Regions from separate parts of the Sus scrofa genome. Here region 2 is linked to region 1. The links are chromatin contacts, called in public Hi-C maps. All regions are on one chromosome and are shown on one strand. The core of a region is the stretch at or near the end of the contact, and the rest is flanking DNA. Distances in the headings are between cores, read along the strand shown.

The links. Hi-C and Micro-C count contacts between places; a contact is called where the count stands out from the background.
Region 2: a Hi-C map of embryonic fibroblasts shows a contact between it and region 1, with 5 times the contacts expected there. The contact joins two enhancer-like sites. A contact is called at or near these places in 4 of 47 Hi-C or Micro-C datasets (blood, embryonic fibroblasts, mesenchymal stem cells and 1 more) and 2 of 2 datasets of contacts at active chromatin or transcription factors (alveolar macrophages and skeletal muscle).

What each region holds. Positions count from the first base shown.
Region 1 is chr16:51,337,313-51,343,767 of Sscrofa11.1, forward strand. It overlaps ERGIC1 (endoplasmic reticulum-Golgi intermediate compartment protein 1), which reads right to left. Exons shown (of 10, transcript XM_003134052.6): 3 at 3,364-3,436. Among named protein-coding and RNA genes, the nearest start is that of ERGIC1, 63 kb to the right of the region's middle. Within about 2 kb of position 3,044, at least 26 of the 83 cell types and tissues checked have an H3K27ac peak or open chromatin away from gene starts, as enhancers often do. A contact at or near this core is called in embryonic fibroblasts, where this site is marked.
Region 2 is chr16:51,487,083-51,493,475 of Sscrofa11.1, forward strand. No RefSeq gene overlaps it. Among named protein-coding and RNA genes, the nearest start is that of TRNAE-UUC, 14 kb to the left of the region's middle. Within about 2 kb of position 4,654, at least 24 of the 83 cell types and tissues checked have an H3K27ac peak or open chromatin away from gene starts, as enhancers often do. A contact at or near this core is called in embryonic fibroblasts, where this site is marked.

The DNA.
Region 1 (6,455 bases), core at 1,794-4,293:
GGGCAGCCTGCGGGGCCACTTTCCCAAGGATAGTCAACAGCCAGGTTGAAGTCCAACCACCCAAACAAACAGGCCTCCCTTGCCCGCCCGGCCAGGCCAGAATAGCCTCTTAGGTCACTGATAACCACAGGCCAGGGCTGGAGAGATGTTGATCCAACCAGCAGTGACCTCATTTCCTTGGGTTACAATCTCATGGCGGGTTGGGGGGGTGGGGGGCCGTGACCCACTGTGGTCACAAAACTGCCAGGGAGGGCCAGCCACCCAGAAAAGGAAAAGAATTGTGACCCGCAGTCCTTCCGGGATCAGCAGGGCTTCCCAAGGGTCAGAGAAGCTTCTGGTTGAGGACCAAACTCCCAGGCACAACCTTTTCTGCCTGGATTGTTCTGCGGAGTCCTCACCCCCGAGGACTGCCTTTGGCAACCCCTGCATCTTGCTCAAGAGGCCGTGGAGACCAAGAAGGCATCAGGGTCCCGGTAGCATCACGGATGGAGCCTGCGGCCCAGACAGGTGTCTCTTTTCACCCCCTCTCCCCTGCGCTGTCAGTGCCGGGGGCCGGACACAAGGCAAACGCTCAATGAAAGGCCCCTCATCTTTCTTCCTCTCCAGGGATGTGGTGGGACCAGACTGTCCAGAATGCCCCCAAGAGCCAGGAAGAGGAAGTCCTGGAGGAGGGGAGCAGGCGGGGCAGCGGGCACACACTGTGCTCCTGGGAAAGGGGCAGCCCTGCCCTGGTCCGTGGAATGAGCTTGCTCAAGGGCCCTGCACAGGGCGGCTGCAGTCACCAGCTGTGACATCAAAACGTAGCTCTTGGGGCGCTGCCTCAGCACCTCAGTGTGTTCAGCTGACCTCGGCTGAACATACTGCCCCTCCGAATGGTGGCAGGACACAGGGGAGGCCCCTTCTTAACTCGAGGGCAGGGACAAGGAAATGAACATTCACAGGGACCTCATGACATGCCAGGGGCTGAGCGGCCTCCGCGCCTTTCTCCTGTGAGATGGGGACGAGGTGTGAAATGAATAAATGCCTGAAAGGATATGGATGAGCAACGGGGTCCCTACTGCCCAGCACAGGGAGCTGCGTCCGATCTCGGGGTAGAACAGGACGGAAGATGCTATGGGAGAAAGTGTGGACATCCATATACGTGTGTGTATATATCTAAGTGTATGGCGGGGTCGCGATGCTGTACAGCATAAATTGATACACACCGCACATCAACTCAACTCTAACAAAAGAAATTTTCAGTCTATCAGGCACTACGTTAAGTACATTTCAGGTAAATCACCTTGTGAAATAAAGCCTTATGAAATAGGACACACCTTCCCCATCTCCGATCCTGCTTTGTTTTCTCTTCAGAGCCTTTATCCCTAACTGATACATTCCTTTTTATTCAATGTTGATGATCTGTGTCCCCCACCTGCATTTTCTCTAAGCAGGGAGCCACAGGCGGTGAACAGGCAGACCTGGCCCCTGACTTTTGGGGGCTCAGGACCAAGGCTGATTCCCATCAATACAGGGCAGTGTACAGGGCCCAGCCTGACTTGGTCCACCTCCTGCACGGTCTCCAGATTCTTCTCTGCCTGCTCGCTCTGCTTTAGACACACCAGCTCTCTATCTGCTCTTCCCATAGACCAGGTAATTCCTGCCTCAGGACCTTTGCACTTGCTAATGTCACTGCCTGAGATATATAAAGCCTTGCACCTGGTACCTGAGACACAGTCAGGGCTCCCTCCTTGTTGCTGTCACATGGGTACCCCCTGTCACCTTGCTCAGAACATGGGAGGCCTGCACTGCAGCCCCCTTTCCCAGGAACGGGGTGTGGCATACAGCAGGTGCCTGGCACAAGCAGGCCTCAATCTCTGGCTGCTCTCTCTGCTTTCACCTCCAAATCACAATGGGATGACCCCTGAGAGGTCCAGTGGCCCAAATGTGCAAAGACAGGAAGACACTTGACCGGGACAGAGTCAATTCCAAGACAGAGTCAATTCCCAGGGAAACAAAATCCTTCTCTGACCCCTGCCTGGTCAAGGAGTCGTGTCTTGGGAAGCCGACAAGCCTCCCCAGATGTGGAAAGGAGCCTTATCTCTGGCGCACCCTCCCCTGTTTGGCCAGCAATACTGGGCCCCAGAGAGGTTTGGCAACCTGCCCAGGGTCACAGAGCAGGTGGTAACTGAGCAGAGCCCTGGCCCTGGGTTTCCCAAGGCCTTGTCCAGTCCTCCTTCCACCACTCCATAGGGCGTCTTGGGGCACGGGTGCCATCAGGGTTAAAAACCCGCTCCGAGGAACAGAGAAGACAAATCCACCCCCTCCTGACCCCCCCCCCCCAACCAAAGGAGGGCAGGGTGCTGTTCAGAAAAGAGCTGGGGTAGGGGTGGAGGGGCCCAGACTGATTCTCCTGTGGGAGCAGGTCAGGGCCAGGTCCCTTCACCCCTCTGAGCCTCAGTTTCCTCATCTCTAAAGAGGGGGCGACAACCTCCCAGGACCAGCCGAGGGGTTAAAGCGGGTCGTGGTTATAGGGCAACAGAGACCCTCTTGGGCGCTCAGCTCTGTCTTCAGGGTCCTATCGTCTGATGGCTGAGAGGGAGGCAAAGGAAACCAAGAAATTCCGTAAGTGAAAAAGAAAATTCCAGTGCTGGACAGGGGAGTGGGCAGCCAGAGGCCCCTGAGGGCTTTCTGGGTTGTAAACATGGAAATGAAGAGGCTTGGAAGCCAGAGGTGAAGGCAGGAAGCTTCTGGGTTTAATTCATCTCAGAGGGGCATCCGATGAGGCCGTAACTGAATAATTCCAAAGGCATTCGGGGTTACACAGGCCCCGAGCATTTACTAGGTTATCTGAACAACGGCTGATTCTAGGAATCGGGGATGGATTCACCATGCGTCAGTCGCTGCCAGGAAGCCCGCACTGATTCCTCACCCAGTGTGGGCCTGGGGACAGGGAAGGGGGCTTGGTGGTGGGGGCCCGGCTCTGATGTCAGAACCTCACCCCCTCTCGGGTGGAGAGCTGCCTGTCTTCCTTCTCTGAATTCTTCCAGCTCGAACATCAAACGAGCCTGGGATGACTCAGAGGGAAAAAAGCCCACTGGCCAAACACAGGGACGGCAAACAGGAGCTTCCTCGACCCCAGAAGGGAACCAGCGTTTTCTCTTCAGCTTTAACAAAGCAACCTTGGGTTTGGCTCTCGGCTTTAAAACCCTTTTAAGAAACAGAGGAGTGGCTGATGCCACAGGCTTGGAAACGCCAGATGGAAGGTTTAGAGGTGTCTCTCCCTTGTAAAGCCCCTTTCCCCTTCTCATCTGCCAGTCCCCCTCCCCCACCGAAAGTTCTGGAACGCCCCTTGGGGAGGGGGGTGGGGGGGATGTGACTTACATTTCTGTTGTTATGAATCCGGTAAGCTCTGAGAGGAAGAGGAAGAAGATGAAGAGGCAGCAGCAGATGGAGACTGGAAGAAAGAAGGCAGACGCACAGTTAAGGGGGGGGGGCACTGATGGAGGAGGGAGCCCCCCCCCCCCCAAGGAAAGCTGCTTACAGGGAAGGGGACAGAGGCCCAGACCCTGCAAAGCCCCTTATTCTTGGCCTTGATAGGAAGCTTCCCCACTCCCATAAAAGTCAACCACCTTGGGAATGGATCTGACCTCCCTCCGACCCACCCATGTACAGTGACCCCCACACAGGCAGACCCCGCAAGGGGCCAGTCCGACTTCCTTCCACAAGGGCATTTTAATGCAGACATCAGTCAAAAACCAAGGGCTGCACATCGGTGGCCCACAGATGTATTCTGTTTGGCTCGAGTGACACATATTTTAAAATCTGGAAGTTCCCGCTGTGGTGCAATGGGATGGGCAGAGTCTTGGGAGCCCTGGGATGCAGGTTTGATCCCCAGCCTGGCACAGTGGGTTAAGGATCTGGCATTGCTGCAGCTACGGCCTAGTGTTGGGGACATGGCTCAGATCGTCAGTGTCGGAAAATGAGACACATGAACACGGGGAGATCTCGACACGGCTCTTTCCTTCTGCAGAAGGGCGCGGGTGCTCAAAGAGCGCCGTGCAAAGAAGAAAAGACCCTCCCTATTTGTCCCTAACGCAGGCGATGTACCTGTCCCCTTCCCATGGGTCAGGTCAGGGCACACATTCTTCTCGGTGGGCTAATGTGAAACGAATTGTTACTGGGAGAAGAGGGAAAGTGGGGGGGGGGGTCGCAGGAAGGCGTTTCAGTGAAACTAGAGCCGCTTGGAGTCACCAAGACTTCCTTTGATAGAAAAGACATTATGTTACTTTCCACACTAGGTTGCAACTGTGGCTTGGATCTGATCCCTGGCCCAGGAACTCCATATGCCGTGGGGCGGCCAAAAAGCAAAAAATAAATTAATAAATAAAATTAAAATTTGGAGTCGACATTGAACAATCCGGAGATATCACATAGCAGTCCAGATTTCCGGCTGCTCCAGAACACTTGAGCCCTTGTTCCCGTAGGAGGTATGAGCTCACCAGTTTGCCACAGGCCCCACCACTCCCTCTTGCTGCCCTGCATCTGCTGAGGCGGAGCATCTATCACCACCCGCTGTGGTACCATCGATGTTGTGCCGCTGTTCCCATCAGAGGCAGGACAATGAGGCCACCCAGTGCTATGCTTTAAGAGAAGAGGCAGCGCTTCATGGGAGAGAAGGATGGTCCCGGAAGTGCAAAATGCAGAGGACGAAAGGCGTTCCCGGTGGGCCCACGTCACTTGTATTTACCTCACCTGCCTGGCCCCTGATGACGCCGGAGTTTGTGACCTTGGAGTCATTCCCTGGGACAGGACATAACAAGTGCCCCAAGGCTGGCCCCCAACTCACCACCAGCCCCATCTCCTGACACTCCCCCAACATCTAACCACCCAGCTACCCCACGCCACGTGCTGTTCCCTAAATATGTGGTTCCTCTATCTGGAATGTCCTTCCCCATTGTCCTTCCTCCTCCTTGGTCATCCTCTCTGCCTGGTGAACTCCTACTCATCCTCCCAGGTAGGAGCCCAACGCAAATGTCCCTTCTGGTGGGAAACTCCTCCCAACCCTCAGAAGTGGAGCTGGTCACACTTTACTCTGTATTCCCAGCTTCCATTTGAACCCTTTTTAAATGTTACTGGTCATCTGTGGCTGTCCTTTTCTTTAGACATCCTGGAAGGCAAAAACTTGACAGCTCAGTGCCTAGCCTGGGGCTGGGCACGCAGGAGGTCACAATGAGTTGTGGGCATAGCAGGGAGCCGGCTCCCTGGGGAACAGACCGAGGGCTGAGTGTGCTGCATCTGGCTTTATCCCAGAGGCATGGGGGGGAAGGGCTCACACAGCGTGGGCCCACCTGCTGTGCATCCCTGGCTAAGTTACTTAGCCCCCCGCCCCTACCCAACACCTCCGTTTCCTCATCTGTAAAATGGCAGCACCAGCAGCACCTGCTTTATGGGGCCGACTGAGAACCTCCACACCACAGAGGCTGGACTTGAAATAGTGCCTGGCAGGTAATGAGAACTGGAGCATTAGCTCATTATTAGGATTTTTATCAGTGAGATTTTGGAGGGTGGTCTGGTGATTGGGGGAAGGTGATGCGGCAAAGGGTTGACCCTTAGTTTCCTGCAAAGAAAAAAAAGTTTCCAGTCCCACCTGTTGATTTGCCTACAGTCCTTTTTTTTTTTTTTTTTTTGGATCCTAGAATTTTTACTTGTCTACACCCAAAAGTGTTTCCTTCAGAAACATGTGCCTATTGAAAGCAGGAGGGAGGAACAGACTCAATTTAAAGCTTTTTTTGTGTGTGTGTTTTTGCCTTTTCTAAGGCCGCTCCCTTGGCATATGGAGGTTCCCAGGCTAGGGGTCGAATCGGAGCTGTAGCCACTGGCCTATGCCAGAGCCACAGCAACGTGGGATCTAAGCCGCGTCTGCGACCTACACCACAGCTCACGGCAACGCCGGATCCTTAACCCACTGAGCAAGGCCAGGGATCGAACCCACAACCTCATGGTTCCTAGTTGGATTCGTCAACCACTGAGCCACGACGGGAACTCCTTAAAGCTTTTAATAACAGGATGAAAATGAACCTAAATCCATTCATGTGACTATTCATGAAAGTCTTCAGACACATGGTTAGTTTGGCTTTCCATCTGTACCACTCTTTCTCTGAGGATTTCATGTACTCCTTTCTTACCCAGTCTTTTGTAGAACTGGCTCATGGCTCTGTCTCTCTTTTTTGGGGTTGGGGAAGGGCTGCGCCCATGGCACACAGAAGTTCCCAGGTCAGGGCTCGAACTTGTGCCACAGCAGTAACCAGAGCCACAACAGTGACAACGCTGGATCCTGAACCCACCGAGCCACCAGGGAACTGCAGTCGGCTGCATTCTCGACAGCCTGCACCTGGTTGCGCCGACGGGATGGACGCTGCAACGAAGTATTTATCGTCATGACTGTCACTGTCCTGACATCATCTACCTTCGGT
Region 2 (6,393 bases), core at 3,404-5,903, 150 kb after region 1:
CTGGAGTCTCCAGTCCTAACTTACACATTCTATTTCTCAAGCCACCGTGAGATGATTTGAACTGGCACTTGGGAAGCTTTTTTTTTTTTTTTTGTCAATAAGTGGGTATTTTTTTTAAATAATGATTTTTATTTTTTCCATCATAGCTGGTTTACAGTGTTCTGTCAACTTTCCACTGTACAGTGTGGTGACCCGGTTATACATACCTGTATAGATTCATCACAAGTGATTAGACGTAGTTCCTATGCGACACAGCATGATCTCGTTGCCTATCCATTCCAAACACAATGTCTGCATCTATTAACCCCAGACTCCCAGACCATCCCAGTCCCTCCCCTTCTCCCTTGGCAACCACAAGTCTGTTCTCCATGTCCAAGATTTTCTTTTCTGTGGAAAGGTTCATTTGTGCCGTATATTAGATTGAGATATGTGATATCATATGGTATTTGTCTTTTTCTTTCTGACTTACTTCACTCAGGATGAGAGTCTCTAGTTCCATCCATGTTGCTGCAAATGGCATTATTTTGTTCTTTTTTATGGCCGAGTAGTATTCCATTGTGTATATATACCACATCTTCTAATCCAATCATCTGTGATGGACATCTGGGTTGTTTCCATGTCTTGGCTATTGTGAATAGAGCTGCAATGAACATGCAGGTGCATGTGTCTTTTTCAAGGAATGTTTTGTCCAGATATATGCCCAAGAGTGGGACTGCTGGGTCATATGGTAGTTCTATGTATAGTTTTCCAAAGTACCTCCATACTGTTCTCCATAGTGATTGTACCAGCTTCCATTCCCACCAACAGTGCAGGAGGGTTCCCTTCTCTCCACAACCCCTCCAGCATTTGTTATTCATGGACTTATTAATGGTGGCCATTCTGACCGGTGTGAAGTGGTATCTCGTGGTAGTTTTGATTTGTGTTTCTCTCATATCAGTGATGTTGAGCATTTTTTCATGTTCTTGTTGGTCATCAGTATATCTTCTTTGGAGAAATGTCTATTCAGGTCTCTTGCCCATTTTTCCGTTGGGTTGTTGGCTTTTTTGCTGTTGAGTTGTATAAGTTTGTATATTTTAGAAATTAAGCCCTTGTCAGTTGCATCATTTGACACTATTTTCTCCCATTCTGTAAGTTGTCTTTTGATTTTCTTTTTGGTTTCCTTTGCTGTGCAAAACTTGTCCATTTGATTAGGTCTCATTGGTTTATTTTTGCTTTTATTTCTGTTGCTTTGGGAGACTGACCTGAGAAAACATTTGTAAGGTTGATGTCCGAGAATGTTTTGCCTGTGTTCTCTTCCAGGAGTTTGATGGTGTCTTGTCTTATATTTAAGTCTTTAAGCCATTTGGAGTTTATTTTTGTGCATGATGTGAGGGTGTATTCTAGTCTCACTGATTTGCATGCAGCTGTCCAGGTTTCCCAGCAATACTTGCTGAAAAGACTGTCCTTTACCATTTTATGTTCTTGCCTCCTTTGTTAAAGATTAATTGACTTAGGTGTTTGGGTTTATTTCTGGGTTCTCTATGCTGTTCCATTGATATGCGTGTCTGTTTTGGTACCAGTCACACTGTTTTGATGACTGTGGCTTTGTAATATTGCTTGAAGTCGGGGAGAGTTATGCCTCCTGCTTGGTTTTTTTCCCTCAGAATTGCTTTGGCAATTCTGGGTCTTTTGTGGTTCCATATAAAATTTCTATGACGCCACCATCACCCTAATTCCAAAACCAGACAAAGATACCACCAAAAAAAGAAAACTATAGGCCAGTATCTTTGATGAATATAGACACAAAAAAATTCTTGACAAAATTTTAGCCAACCGAATCCAACAACATATAAAAAAGATCATACACGACAACCAGGTAGGATTCATCCCAGGTGCACAAGGATAGTTCAACATATGCAAATCAATCAACATCATACACCACATTAACAAAAGAAAAGTCAGAAACCACAAGATCATCTCAATAGATGCAGAAAAAGCATTTGACAAAGTCCAATATCCATTCATGATAAAAGTTCTTACCAAAGTGGGTATAAAGTGAACATACCTTAACACAATAAAAGCCATTTATGACAAACCCACAGCAAATACAATACTGAACAGAGAAAAGCTGAAAGCCTTCCCACTAAAATCTGGAACAAGACAAGAATGCCCACTCTCACCACTATTATTCAACATAGTATTGGAAGTCCTAGCCACAGCCAACGGACGAACAAAAGAAATAAAAGGCATCCAAATAGGAAGAGAAGAGGTAAAACTGTCACTGTATGCAGATGACATGATACTATATATAGAAAACCCCAAGGATTCAACCCCAAAATTACTTGAACTGATCAACAAATTCAGCAAACTAGCAGGATGTAAGATTAACATTCAGAAGTCTGTTGCATTTTTGTATACAACAATGAAATATTAGAAAAGGAATACAAAAATATAATACCTTTTAAAATTGTACCCCAAAACATCAAATACCTGGGAAAAAACCTGGCCAAGGAGGTGAAAGACTAATACGCTGAGAACTACAATACATTAATCAAGGAAATCAAAGAAGATACAAAGACATGGAAAGATATGCAATGCTCCTGGGCCGGAAAATTAATATTGTAAAAATGGCCATACTACCAAAGCGATCTACAGATTCAGTGCAATCCTATCAAATTACCCATGACATTTTTCGCAGAACTAGAACAAACAACCCAAAATTTTATATGCTTTATTTTAATGTGTTTTAGGAAAAAAACTCGTGTATCATATGCATAGGTTCCTGATAAACCCTTATTCTTATAATTTCACTATTCATCTTTAGTCTTTTTTTTCATTTTTTAAATTTTTTAAGTGAGAATTGCAACAAGTTTAAAATTTTTATTTATTTAGCTTTTTAGGGCTGTACCTGCAGCATATGGAGGTTCCCAGATTAGGGGTCTAATTGGAGCTGTAACCGCCGGCCTCCGCCGGAGCCACAGCAATGCAGGATCAGAGCCGCATCTGTGACCTACACCACAGCTCACAGCAATGCCGGATCTTTAACCCGCTGAGCAAGGCCAGGGATCGAACCTGCAACCTCATGGTTCCTAGTCGGATTCGTTAACCACTGCGCCACGACAGGAACTTATATTCATTCTTTCATTTAAAAACCTTTAATAGCTGTGTGTTTATGTTAATGCGTATCAGGAAAAAATGTAAGTCGTGTACTCAAGTCATGACCTTTGACTGTGATATACTTTCCTTTTGTAAAATAAGGAGGAAATATAGCAATTGATTTAAAGGAAAATTTCAAGTAAAAACAGTCAAGATATAGCAAAAAAAACTACAGTGATACTAGAATGAGGGGGGGATCACTTGCCCAGGCCTGCTGGAGACAGTGGAAGAGGTGGGGGCAGAGGGAGCTGATCCTTAAGGGACTGAGGCTGTCCTGGCCCCAGCTTTCTCCATACCGCCACCTGTCTCCTCCCTTTCTCTCCTCCGCAGCCAGAGTGACCTTTGCAAATGTAAGCTGCATCCTGCTCCTCTCTCGTGAACCCCTCCTGGCTTCCCAGTGCATTTTAGAGAAAGGAAACTCTGGGAGTTCTTTGGCAGCTCCATGGGTTAAGGATACAGCATTGTCACTGCTGTGGCTTGGGTCACCACTGTGGTGTGGGTTCAATCCCAGGCCCCAGAACTCTTGCATGCTGTAGGAGGTGGCAAAAAGAAAGGGGCGGGGGGGAGAAAAAGAAAAAAGAAAAGAACTTTTCCCCAAGGCAGAGAAGCCTCTACGTAACCTAGCCTGTCCCAACTTAGTTTCTCTTCTTCCTCACTGGCTGTGAGGTGGCATCACAGTGGCCTCGCTGCCATTACTGCTTCAGAGCCTTTGCACATATGCTATTTCTTCTGCTCAGACCATTTCCCTTTCTCTGTGTGTGTGTGTGTGTGTGTGTGTGTGTGTGTGTGTGTGTGTGTGTGTGTGTGTGTGTTGTCTTTTTAGGGCCGCACCCCGGGCATATGGAAGTTCCGGGCTAGGGGTAGAATCAGAGCTGTAACCTTTGGCCTATGCCACAGCCACAGCCACAGCAAAGCGGGATCTGAGCCACAGCTGCGACCTACATGGCAGCTCATGGCAACGCCGGATCCTTAACCCACTGAGCGAGGCCAGGGATGGAACCCGCAACCTCATGGATTCTGGTTGGGTTCTTAACCCGCTGAGCCACAGTGGGAATTCTGACCATTCTTTTTCTAAGTTTCCCCACAGAGGCCCCTTTCTCAGCCACCTCCCCAGAGCAGTGGCTCCCCCTCTGCCCTCTACACTGAGAAGGAGCTCTTTTAAGGTCTCACAATCACCTCACGCTCTTTCATCCATCTGAACAGTACTTCTAACACTCTCTAGATATTTTTCTTTTAAAAACACACTGTATGTTTTGGTTGCTCCAGTGCGGCGAGAACTCTGTCTGGTCACTGCTGTGTCCCCAGATTGGTGTCTGGCACATAGTAGATGCTCAGGAAATACTGGTTCAGCACATATGATGCCCGAGGGGGCTGGAGGATGGGTTTAATTAAGCTTGTGCCTCCACAGCTGGGAAGCAGACTTCTCCAGAAACAGCTGAGAGGTTTGAGGGCCTCCAGATGAACAGTCCAGGCAGCTGAAACCAAAAATGCAGATGGAATTAGTCACCCTCGGAGCCTGGTAACGCTGGCACCAAACGCACTCCCCATCCAAACACATCACAACACTGCGGGCCCCTGCGTCTCCAGGGCCCCAGGTGGCAGCTCTGGCATTTGGGAGCTGGCGGCAGCTGAGCAGTGTGGGCACGACGGGGGTGGGGGGTGCGGAGGGAGGCTGGGGGCTGTGGAATGAACTAGGTTAAGGGCGGCAGATAGGGTTGCCTGGCCTGGGAGAGGCAGTGGCAGTGAAGGGGGGAGGGCTTCCCAGCACAGACCTTGAGAAGAGTTGCCTTGAGCATGAGCTCAAAGTTGTTGAAAAAGAAAAATTCCACTCATAAACAGAAGCAGATCGCTCTGTATGTGAAATTCACTTCCAAGACTCTGCTTGCTTGAAAGGGGAAATTCTCTGGTTTCTTTCTTCGTGGTTGTATAATCGCTTTATTGAAATATAATTCACAGAGTTCCCTGGTGGCACAGCAGGTTGGGGACTGGGTGTTGTCACCGCCGTGGTGCGGGTTTGATCTCTGGCCTGGAAACGTCCGCATGCCACGGAGGGGCCAAAAAAAAAAAGAAAAAGAGAAATGTAATTCACATGCCATATCATTTGCTCATTTAAAATGTACGATTCGGCCGTTTTCAGTATATTCTGAATTGTTCCTCCATCACTACGGTCTGTTCCAGAACATTTTCATGACCCCCCAAAAAGAACCCCTACCCACTGGCAGCCCTCCTCTGCCCCGCACTAGGCAAGCACAAATCTATCTTCTGTTTCTATGGATTTATCTCTCCAGATACTTAATTTCAATGGAAGCATGTTATGTGGGATCTTCTGTGACTGGCTTCTTTGATGTATCATAGGTTTCCCAAGATCACATCAGGATGGATCAGTGCTTCCTTGCTTTCTGTGGCCAAATAATGTTCCATTGTGCTAACAAACTACATTTTATGTAGTCATTCCTTGGTTTATGGACATTTGGGTTACTTCCATTTGGGGGGTATTACGAATAATGCTGCCTTGCTCATCCAACCAGTTTTGTGTGGACATACGTTTTCATTTCCCATCTATCCAGGAGCAGACTTTACTTTCTTCTAAGAGGAAAAAAAAAAAAAATCCCTCAAGTCAAAACATGTATAACAAGTGTGGATTTAAAATATCTCTCGTGGAGTTCCCATCGTGGCTCAGTGGTTAATGAATCCGACTAGGAACCATGAGGTTGCGGGTTCGATCCCTGGCCTCACTCAGTGGGTTAAGGATCCGGCATTGCCGTGAGCTGTGGTGTAGGTCGCAGATGCGGCTCAGATCCCGTGTTGCCGTGGCTCTGGTGTAGGCCAGAGGCTACAGCTCTGATTCGACCCCTAGCCTGGGAACCTCCATATGCCACAGGAACGGCCCAAGAAAGGGCAAAAATAAATAAAATAAATAAATAAATAAATAAATAAAAATATCACTTGTGGCTGTGACAGAACAAGTGACCTTGATGAGCATGGGGACTACGGCTGTGCCTGGCACTTACTAGACACTCAGTGAATATTTTTGAAAGACTGCCCAAATGCTTACTTGAAAAGGCCCAGGGGTGGAACTGTGGCAAAAATAGGTCTCTGTCCATTCATTCATTCAGTTAATATGGTGGCGCGTGGCGGTTCGTTCCGTGTCATTTGATTTTAGTCAGCTGTTTCTTGGAAAAAGGTGAAGGTCCTACCCCGTGTGTGAGGACCTCGGTTGAGAAGGGAAAACAGACAGGTGCACAGCACGGTGCCCCA